Regions from separate parts of the Danio rerio genome. Here region 2 is linked to region 1. The links are chromatin contacts, called in public Hi-C maps. All regions are on one chromosome and are shown on one strand. The core of a region is the stretch at or near the end of the contact, and the rest is flanking DNA. Distances in the headings are between cores, read along the strand shown. Region 1 holds the start of ifrd1 (interferon-related developmental regulator 1). Region 2 overlaps dock4b (dedicator of cytokinesis 4b).

What was found. A called contact is a pair of places that touch in the nucleus more often than the background predicts.
Region 2: a Hi-C map of embryo shows a contact between it and region 1, with 1.9 times the contacts expected there. The contact joins the enhancer-like site here to the promoter of ifrd1 in region 1. A contact is called at or near these places in 4 of 18 Hi-C or Micro-C datasets (caudal fin, embryo, hematopoietic stem cells and 1 more) and 1 of 4 datasets of contacts at active chromatin or transcription factors (caudal fin).

What each region holds. Positions count from the first base shown.
Region 1 is chr4:7,287,091-7,292,442 of GRCz12tu, reverse strand. It overlaps ifrd1 (interferon-related developmental regulator 1), which reads left to right and starts at 3,380. Exons shown (of 12, transcript NM_001076555.1): 1 at 3,380-3,565. The coding sequence starts at 3,535. It also overlaps a transcript of dock4b not described here.
Region 2 is chr4:7,419,449-7,425,322 of GRCz12tu, reverse strand. It overlaps dock4b (dedicator of cytokinesis 4b), which reads right to left. Exons shown (of 52, transcript NM_001166228.1): 25 at 3,938-4,072; 26 at 177-275; 27 at 1-95. Among named protein-coding and RNA genes, the nearest start is that of dock4b, 72 kb to the right of the region's middle. Within about 2 kb of position 4,007, at least 4 of the 62 cell types and tissues checked have an H3K27ac peak or open chromatin away from gene starts, as enhancers often do.

The DNA of each region.
Region 1 (5,352 bases), core at 2,131-4,630:
ACCTCCTCAACCTCCTCAATCTAAATTTGATTTGACTGATCTTGAATCATCAAAAGAGTCTCTTTATACATTATGCAACACTTCAGATCACTCAGAAGTGCAGCTTTATAATCTGACCGAGCTCCCTCTAGTGGTGTGTTTATCTGTGTCCTCATAGGATTCTGTTGTCAACCTGTCACAATAAAATATGTACTAGAAATAGTTTACCCAAAAATTAATTCTAAAATCTAATTCATTTATATTAATTATTTTTCTAAAAATATGTTCCCTAGCATATTAATTTGGGTGTACTAATTTTAGCAGCACGATCTTAAGCTATTTTCTTATTAATTCCAGTTTTGACTTTGCTACTTACTAACCTAATCATTGATTCATTCATTTTCTTTTTGGCATAGTCCCTTTATTAACCAGGGGTCGCCACAGCGGAATGAACCGCCAACTTATATGTTTTACGCAGCTGATGCCCTCCCACCTGCAACGTAGCACTGGCAAACACCCATACACTCTTGCATTTGCACGCATACACTACGGCCAATTTAGCTTATTTAATTCACCTGCATGTCTTTGGACTGTGGGGGGAAACAAAGCACTTGGAAGAAACCCACACCAACATGGGGAGAACTACACAGAAATGCCAACTGACCCAGCCTGGGGTCGATCCAGCAACCTTCCTGCTGTGAGGTGATTAATCTAATCATATTTACACAAAAATATGTATAACTTAAAGTAAAGGTTTACTGATATATGCTAAATGAGTAATGATAAACAGAAAACATTGTCAGGCGTCATTGATCACAGTATTGAATGTCAATAGTAAATCCTCCTCTAACCATTTGCGATGCTTCTTATAAGCGCAGTATTGTGCTGTTTGTTGCACATGGTTATCAGTGCAGCAGCTGGACTCGTGGCAATGCTGACACTTTGACCAGCTGCCTGGCTAAAACACTGTGTGCTACACATTTTCTATATCTGTATGCCCTTGTTAACTCTGCAGGGTTAAATAAAACAACTCTGATGCAAAAAATGTTTTTGCTATTATTTAATCTTAACTTCTACTCTAAATGCTTAAAATAGCCCAAACTGATTTGTAACAAGTCAAGGATGAGTAAATTATTTTTGGATTTGCACATTTTTCACTGTTTGTGTGAACTGCCCCTTCAAGGCAGATTGAATCAATCTGCATCAACGTGTGCGGGTTTGCTTGAACAAGCACATGTAAATATATTGCATTAACAGAGTTATTGATTAAAAAAATAAGGAACATTATTAATAATAACTCCTAATAAGCATGTAGCTCTTAAAATTATGAATACCAATAATTAATTTTGCAGATAGAAACACCACTAAACAAGATGGCCATTGCAAACCTGTATCTAAAACTCTTGCACTATTGTTTATTCATTTTCTTTTCGGTTTAGTCCCTTTATTAATTAGGGGTTGCCACAGTGGAATGAACCACCAACTTATCCAGCACATGTTTTACACAGCGGATGCCCTTCCAGCTGCAACCCATTACTGGGAAACATCCACACACACACCCATACACTACGGACAATTTAGCTAACCCAATTCACCTATACCGCATGTCTTTGGACTTGTGGGGGAAACCGGAGCATCCGGAGGAATCCTACACCAACACGGGGAGAACAACGGGGAGCCAACTGACCCAGCTAACATGATTGGACTTAAAAATGCAAGACAACCCTGTAATTTTTCTACAGTGTAGTATTTATTTTGCTCATGGTTTTATCGGACCAGGCTATGTGGCACTAGTTTTGCACGTTTAAAGGGATAGTTCACCCAAAACTGACATTTCTTTCATCATTTACTCCCCATTAAGTGATTTTAAACCTTTATAAGCGTCTTTCTTTCCTTAAACACAAAAGCAGGTATTTTGAAGAATGCTGAAATTGTGTAACCATTGACTTCCATTGTAAAAAACAAATATTATAAAAGTCAATGGCTACAGGTTTTCATCTATTTTTCTGGCATCATTTAGTCACTAGCAAATGGTTGCAAACCTTTATGGGCTTCCTTCTTCTGTTGAACACAAAATAAGACATTTTGAAGAATGCTGTAAATGTGTAACTATTGACTTCCATAGTAGAAAAAAAAACAAACAAATACTATAGAAGTCAACCTGGCTACAGGTTTTTAGCTATCTTCACAATAACTTCTACAATCAGAATTGTAATAATTTCTTTCATCATTTAGTCACCAGCAAATGGTTTCAAAGCTTTGAGTTTCTTCCTTCTTTTAAAAACAAAAGAAGATACTTTAAAGAATGCTGTAAATGTGTAACCATTGACTTCCATAGTATTAAAAACAAGTATAAAGGAAGTCAATGGCAACATGATTTCATTTATTTTTCTGTCATCATTTAGTCACCATCAAATGGTTTCAAACCCTTATGAGTTTCCACTGTTGAACACAAATATTTTGAAGAATGCTGAAAACGTGTAACGATTGACTTCCATAGCAGTATAAACAAACATTATAGAAGTCAATGGCTACAGGTTTTCAGCTCTCTTCACAATAACTCTGTATTCAGAATTGTAATAATTTCTGTCATCATTTAGTCACCAGAAAATGGTTTCAGACCTTTATGAGTTTCTTACTTCTTTTAAAAACAAAAGAAGATATTTTAAAGAATGATGAAAACGTGTAACCATTGACTTCTATAGCAGAAAAAACAAATACTGTGGAAGTCAGTGGCTTCAGGTTTTCATTTATCTTCACAATAACTTCTGCAATTAGAATTGCAATAATTTCTGGCATCATTTAATCACCAGAAAATGGGTCAAACCTCTATGAGTTTCTTCCTTTAAAAACAAAAGAAGATATTTTGAAGAATGATGAAAACCTGTAATCAAACTTTGCAATTTTTTTATTTAACTCTCAATTTATTAAACCCCCAAATGAAAAAAAAATGTTTATATTCTTTATTTCATTTCAGAGGATCTGTCATTTATTAGGCTACTGTGGCAATACAATAAAGTACTGTACCTTATCTAGCTATACATATACCTGAAACAAAGTAATGATACTTTAAGGCAAACACATTTTGACTTACGATGACTCATTTTGACTGCAACTGTATATAAAAGTAGGCACAGTTGACACACAATACTACATTAAAAACATTAATCCTTTACAGAGCAACGTGTACACATAGCAGCCGCAGGAGGACGTGACAGCAAAATCCATTACAAAGCCGGCGGAAGTGTGTCTTATGTGATGACGTCGACGCATCCCGTGTTGTGATTGGCCCTACTGTTTCCAGGTCCACGTGAAGCAACGCCTTTTTAAGCGCGTCATCAGCGGTCGTATAAAAGCGCTTCGCGGTAGCGCGCAGACACAGCCCTAGTTTGTGAGGGAAAATGTATCGCTCGCGCTCCAAGTCTAACACCGGAATCGCTTTTAATACTTTCCTTTTCACTGTGCCACTGGAATATACTCAAACGAAAAGACATTATAGTAAAAACTGGTCGTGTATTGGTTGATTTTAGGTGCGGATCTACTCATTTAAGCAAGATGCCACGGGCCAAGAAAAGGAGCGGCAAAGGTAGGTAGGATGGAATGTCTGGAAATGACCGGTTGTTTTTCGTGGCCTGCTTCGCGGAAGGGATTCTGGGATTTGTAGTTCTTTAACACGGCGCTCGCGCGATGAAATGGAAGGAAGGGAACTACAAGTCCCATGACAAGGCTACCCGTTTGTTTGACAGCCAGGAGTGTCTTTCTTTGATACAAACAAAAGAAAAATTCACAGCACGAGTCTTTGACAGGTGTAAATGTACATCTGCGCATCAAATTTTGGTGTTTGTTTTTAAAGGAATGCTTATTTTTAAATATTAGCGATTGTCCTACTAATGACGTTATTTAAACGACGAAAGTTACAGATTGTAATTAATTAATATATGTCATACTATACAATGTGAATAATAATAAAACAAAGCTATTTATCTTGTAATGTAAACGTTAGCTTTAAGATCAATAAATTATTTTATGATAAAGTATTTGATCTTTTGTGAAATTAACTACTTAAAATATAACATGTATATAATATAGTACTATATATAATATAGTATTATAATACGTGTGATCTTTATATTGTTTAATGTAAGTCAGTGTGTGTTTGAGGTTATTTGAGGCCACTAGCCTGCTTATATAACAGGCCTCTTTTAAGATCAGCTAGAGGACAGGAAGAAAGAAGCAGGGGCATAAAGCCCAAATATTTCAATATAAATAAGTTTGTACCTTGATATTGACTGTTCTCAGTCCATCTGCTCACTGGATCTGAGAAGGTTTTTGAGAAGAGACTTTGTTCTGGCACCCTGCTGTAGTCCTTCACACCATCCCACATGTTATCTGTATCTCTGCTGTGCTTTTCAATACCCAGTATTTACTTTAGTCTGGGAATCTTCACACAGCAGCTGTTTTGTTTGTATAATCTCGAAAATAGCAGTCATTGCATTCTCTGACCTTGCCAAACAGAGTTGGGGACACTTTGTACTTTCTGCAGATGACTGGCTTTTGCCGGGTGGTAACACGTGGCTGACACACACACACACACACACACACACACACACACACACACACACACACACACACACACACACACCCACACACTCATTAAAGGACTCAACAGTTCATTAGGGTCAAAGTGACATGTCAAAAATGACTGGCTGATATTAATTGTCAGACATGCTTCACTGTAAGTGTCATAATGAGGTTTGTCACCGTTTAAAGTATACTCATAAAATGAGATCATTTGTTTATTATATTGAAGTTCATTCAAAGTACACTATAAATATATAAATAAATGTATATTATTATTATTATATATAAATAAATATATTATTTATTTATATAAATAAATATATAAATAAATATTATTTTATTTATTTATTTTTGCTTGTTCAAACTCATTTAAAATGAGCTCAAACAACAATTCTTGAGATTTCATTGGGAAAATTTATTTTATGTTCAATCCACATAATTTGTTAATGTTAATTTAATCGATTTGTGTTGGGACAGCATGAATTAATTGTGTGGAACCCTGCATTTTTTAGCGTGTATGCTACTTTTGCATAACTTTTAGTGATATTTACATTTTATTAAGGCATTAATTTAGTTGGATGCTTTTAAATTGTTTTAAATAACCGTAAAGACAACAAGAACAATAATAATGTTACAAATATTTCTATATTAAAGTAAATACTGTTCTTTTGAAAGATTGTTTAATAATTTAAGTATAACAACTGTATCCAACATTGATAAGTAGTTAGCGACTGTATATTAAATTAAAATATTCTGCACATTAAAGTATTTTAATATTTCATAATAGACACA
Region 2 (5,874 bases), core at 2,758-5,257, 130 kb before region 1:
TTATTGGTGACGAGCCTCATGACAGTCCAGTCTTTGGGGAACATCTCTGGCCGGATCAGGATCCGAAAGACAGTGAAGATGTGCAAAAGAAAGTCCTGACCAACAGACAGTTTCATGAGTGTTTATGTGTGTGATGAAGAGATGTCAGTGAGATAAAGTGTACTGCAGACTCTCACCCGCAGGTCTTCTTTACTGGTGAATCTCTGCAGGAGCTGCTGATAGTGTTTATCCTTCATGTGCCTCAACAAAGCCAGAAGACAAGACACAAACTCTCCCTGAAATATATATTCAACACATTAGAAACATACAGTGACAGAAATAAATAATAATAATAATAATAATAATAATAAGGTAGCACTTTAGGTATCAATTCTCACTATTATCTACTGGTATATTAATAAAATATTAGCTATTTTTTTAGTATGGAACAAAATCAATGCCAAAAGTATTGAAATAAAATGCTTGTTGAATAGCACAAACTGAAAAAAATAATACATTAAACTAACAACTGCTTGCATTTTAATGACTTAAATTTCAGTGTTTGTATTTTTTAGGTCCTGAAATTTAACACAGCTGTTTATTTAAGATGTGAATTTTTCAACTAAAAATATTTCAAACACATTTGCATACTTAATAATTCATATTCAATTTCCAGATTTCACTTACAAAATATTTAATACCAGTGAAAAATACTAAGCATAATATTCAAAGGGTAATTTTCATAAGGTAATTTAATTTTATTTCAGTTCAAAAAATTGCTTCCATAAATTCAGTGGATCAAATTTGGCTCTTAAAATCTGACATTACTTCCGGGAACTACAGGGAAAGCAACAGATTGCAGATTGACAATCTCCAGCTGCTTTTTCACTAGCAGTTGGACCAATTTAAGTTTTTTTAACCAGTAAATAAGTGAGGAAAAAAGCTTAAAACAGCACAAAAGTAGCATTTAATATTGTCAATGTCAAAATTAACAACCGAATTTGATCCACTGAATTTTTGGAAGCGAATTTTTCAACTGAAACAAAATAGATTGAAAATTGTCTTTTGAATATTATACATGACATCAGGAAATTAAATATGAATCATTGAATTGTTAAGTATATAATCATGTTTGAAATATTTTTAGCTGAAATATTCACAGCTTAAATGAACAGCTGTGTTAAGTTTCAGGCCCTAAAAATACAAACCCTGGCAAACCAGGTCAATAAAATGCAAGCAGTTGTTATTTCAATGTATTATTTATTTCAACTTGTGCTATTTGATAAGCTTTTTATTTCAATACATTTGGCATTGATTTTGTTCTATATTAGTAATTATTAGTGTTGACTAGTGTTTTCTGCATCATCCTATTCTGCATTTCTGATGTAATACCTACCTAAACCTTAATACCTATTAATAAGCGGCAAATTAGGAGATGATTGAAATAAATGTCAGCACATGGTTTATTAATAGCAAGAACTACAGCTTAAAATAAAGTGTGACCAAAATGAAAACTATTGACATCATTTTACAGAAGCATCATAACACATTCAGCCATCAGTTTGCACTTTTATACATTTTCCCAATTTTCCCAAAAATCTCAGAGATGCAATGTCAGACACAATGGAGTCATGCATGGAATGCACTCAATGGAGCTAGTGATGTCACTTTGAGGGGTAGGGTTGGGCATTAAAAAGCATTGCATGCAGCTCAGATTGCATTTCAGATTTATTTATTTATTTATTTATTTATTTATTTATTTATTTATTTATTTATTTATTTATTTATTTATTTATTTATTTAAGACATGTAATAACCACCATTAACACTTCCTTATGTGTTAATCCACTTTCTTATGTGGATTTGAATGGGTGAACTATAAAAAATTTAATTACGTAGTATAAAGTAACTCATATATTTAAACAAGACATTAAAAGACAAGATAAAATAAATATCGAATAATTTGAACACTTTTTAGATATTTTCAGTATAAATTTCCCTAAAAAATACAAAGCAGATTTAATGTGGCTTTAGCAATAAACGGCTCATATAAATTCATTACACACAACCTGTCTGTACTATGGGGAAAAATCCACATTAAACATAAAAGTCTGTGTGAACATGGATGAATAAATTGGAGTAAGGTTTGCATTGGGAATCAGTCAAATCTGCTGCTGCTGGAGAGACTTTGATGTAGAAAAAACCCTGTGCTTTCTTCACCCTGAGGGCTGCTTTCTGATGCTCCATCTCGGCACGCTTCATCCTCACGTTTATTCTTTCTAAACATTTGTTTTTCAAGCCATTGCATTCATTATTATCCATGTTGAAAACAGCTGTGCTTTTCAGGATTTTTTGAACAGACAAAAAAAAAAAAATCAATAAATCAAACGAGCAGTCTTTATTTTGAAACAGAAACCTTTGATAACATTAGAAATGTCTTTACACTATGATGATTATAAACATTAATGTTTTGTACAGCCAAATTCATCCTAGATGAACAAAAATATCAGTAAGTTCTTTTAAAATGATTTTTAATGAAATTAATAACTAATAATAAAAATAAAATTACTAATTTACCAATGTTGAAAACAATTATGCTGCTTATTATTTGTCATTTATTATTATCATTTATTACTATCAGCATTGAAAACAGCTGTTTTACCAGATTTTTTTAAACTAAAAAAAAATTTAAAGATTTTTTTTTTTATTTGAAATAGAATTTGTTTGTAGCATTAAAAGCGTCTTTACATACTAGATTAGTAGATTAACAAAAACATTAGTAGTTCCTTTTTTTTATTCCCCACCATTTTCTATTGTTTATTTTTTTTTTTATTTGTAATAAAATGATTAATACAATTATTAATTCATAATAAAAAATACAATTACTAATTTTGAAAACAATGACACTGCTAAACATCTTCTGTGATGAATGTTTTTTCAGTTTTGATGCACTTAATAATTAATAAAATTACTAATGTTGAAAACAATTTTGCTGCATAATATTTCTTTTCTTTAGTCTCTATTTCCACCTGGGGATACTCATCCCGAGAACCCTACAGACTATGCATTCTATTGATGTGATCCAAGAGCTGTGATGAGATGATCACAAGGTATCCATAATCCTGGACCAGGCCGTATCCCAAGCTGATGCTGTGGTGGTCATGGAGGAATGAAGTGCATGAGACTGATTGATGATGGACCACAGTACAAACAAGTCACCGCATTGATCCTGTGGGCCAGCCTGAACACCCGCCGGCGCTCTACTGTAGTTCTCCACAATGGACGTCCAGCTTCTCCAACCTCCAGCACCTATTGTAGACTGCAGCTTCACACAGACAGCTTGGCCAGAAGAATAATGGTCGTGCCCAACAGAGCCTGGTTTCTCTCTAGGTTTTTTTTTTTCTTTACTTTTGTCTATTGGGGACATTTTTTTCCTTGCCATTGTCATCACTGGCTTGCTCAGATCCGGACTTGTGGAGCTGCGCTTCGGTGGATTTGCTCTTCAGTGTTTGAACTATCAGCAGTGAAATTTAAACTACACTGGACTGAAACAAACTGAACTTCAACTATGAAATCTGGACTTAACCAGAACTTCTATGTTAAGCTGCTTTGACACAATCTCCATTGTAAAAAGTGCTATAGAAATAAACCAGAGTTAAATGTTATAGTTTTATTTTATTAATTGAAAGTAAACATTTATTTTACACTATTTTAAATGTCTTTACTATGCCTTAAATGCCTTAAACTAATTAATCCTGGCTGATCTAAAATATTATATTTTTTCTCTGAGCTGAAAAACTTCTTTGTAACCTCAGTTTCTAGAATATATGCATTGTTAATTAACAAATTTTGAAAACTGCAGAATATTATTTTGCAGAAACAACAGGTCATTCAATTCTAGGAGTCTTTATGTTTGATGTGTGCTGAACAGCAGTATTCACTTTGATTAATGCCATACCGTAACATCTTGAACTTGTGGCCGTAGCGTCGGCCCTGCAGGTTGTGGCCTGTTAGCGACTTCCAGTATAGTCCGCAGTAAAACAGCCAAAACACTCTCCACGATCAGATCCACCTCTTCAGATGAACTGGAATCCTACACACAGAAGCACACAGAAACACACACAGCAGAGGTCAGTGGTGATTTTCTGACAGGTTGTTAATGGCAGAAAGGGTAAGACGGTCATGAAAGGTTCAGCTGTCGTTTCAGCTTATACAAATGCAGGAAGACACACATACGCGCACATGCACACATCGCCTTTATCTTCAAGGTCAGGCTGAACGTCTGCATTTAGACCAGAATCAGCATTTTCACATCCCAGTTTTTCCGCTGCTCTCCTTCAAAGCAGAAGTCAACACTGATGGGAGATGTGCAAAACTTCTGAATGACATGTCTGTCTACTGGAAGCTGTCTGTGGTTACTCACGTTCAGGCTTGTGTGCTGGTGAATTGTGCTGATTTTGAAGAAATTTATGCTAAATAATCTTTTATTCTATCAATCTACCATAGCGTGTGTAAATAGACATCAATGGAAAAACCTAAGCACTGCACATTTGCTACAGTGGTTTGAAGAGTATGCATTTAAACATCCTGTAGTTGATTTTAGTTTCTTATTTGGTTATTATAGTGAACAAAATCCTCCTTTAACTGCCTGTACAATAAGTATGCATGCATAAATCTAGACTGATAATGCTGTAGAAATATTTTTAATATTTAATAATACTAATGTGGGTAATCTTAAAAACAAAGACTTCAAAAATGTTAAATATTTAGCAAAAATGTCTATAAAATTCACATTGAAATAAATTCACAAACAAATATAAATGTATATAATATTTTGTGATATTTATTTAGCAATAATGTCAATATAATTCACATTAAAACATATATACAAACACATATATAAATGTATAATGTTGTATAATGTATTTTGTCGATTAATTGTATTTATCAAATGCAAAAAAACAACCAGTAACTGTACTGCCATTTGCATAAACAACATCAGTCTTAATAGTCAAGCCAAACTGATTTACTTAAAGGTCTAGTTTGCCCAAGAATTAAGATTCTGTCATCATTTACTCATCCTTATCTTCTAAACCTATTTGAGTTTCTTTCTTTTGTTGAAGACAGAAGAAGAGACTATGAAGAAAGCTGGAAACCTGTAACCATCGACTCTCATAGTATTTGTTTCAATGAAAGTCAATGGTTACAGGTTTTCAGCATTCTTCAAAATATCTTCTTTAGTAAGAATCTAACTAAGGATCTGAGAAATCTTTTTGCAAACTTATGTGTGTGATGTTTCAAGAAAGCAACCATTCATTCATGTTGTGTTTTAGTTTCATTTGCTTATATTCATTTATTCTTCATTTAATTATTTTATTTATTCATATGATCATTAGTCATTTATATAATTATCATTATATCATTTTAGTGATCATTAGTTAATGATTTGATTATTATTTGTCATTTTATTATGGTTTTTTTTTTATATTTTATAATTAATGTTTTTTAGGGGTGTGACGAGACGGTTACTCCACGAGATTGGGTTCACAAGAATGACACGAGATGAGAATTTTACACTATTTTTAAGAAATTGTCTTTTATTCAACTGGGAAAAAGGGATCTATTTAGGGATTTTTTTTTAAAATCAACTTTCAGTTAATGTTTTTACTTCTATTTGAATGAATTCTATGGAGTAAAGAGCATGCAAACACTGCATAATATTTTCCTAATAGCCGATGTGAATGGAAAGTAGTTTATTATTCATTTTAAACATTAACAAAACATATGCTAATATATAAACGGAAAATAGATTTTAATTTAACTGGAAAAAAACAACTGCAAAACAATTTAGGTGCTTTAAAAATAAAAAGAAGAAGTCGAATGGTATTTTACTTC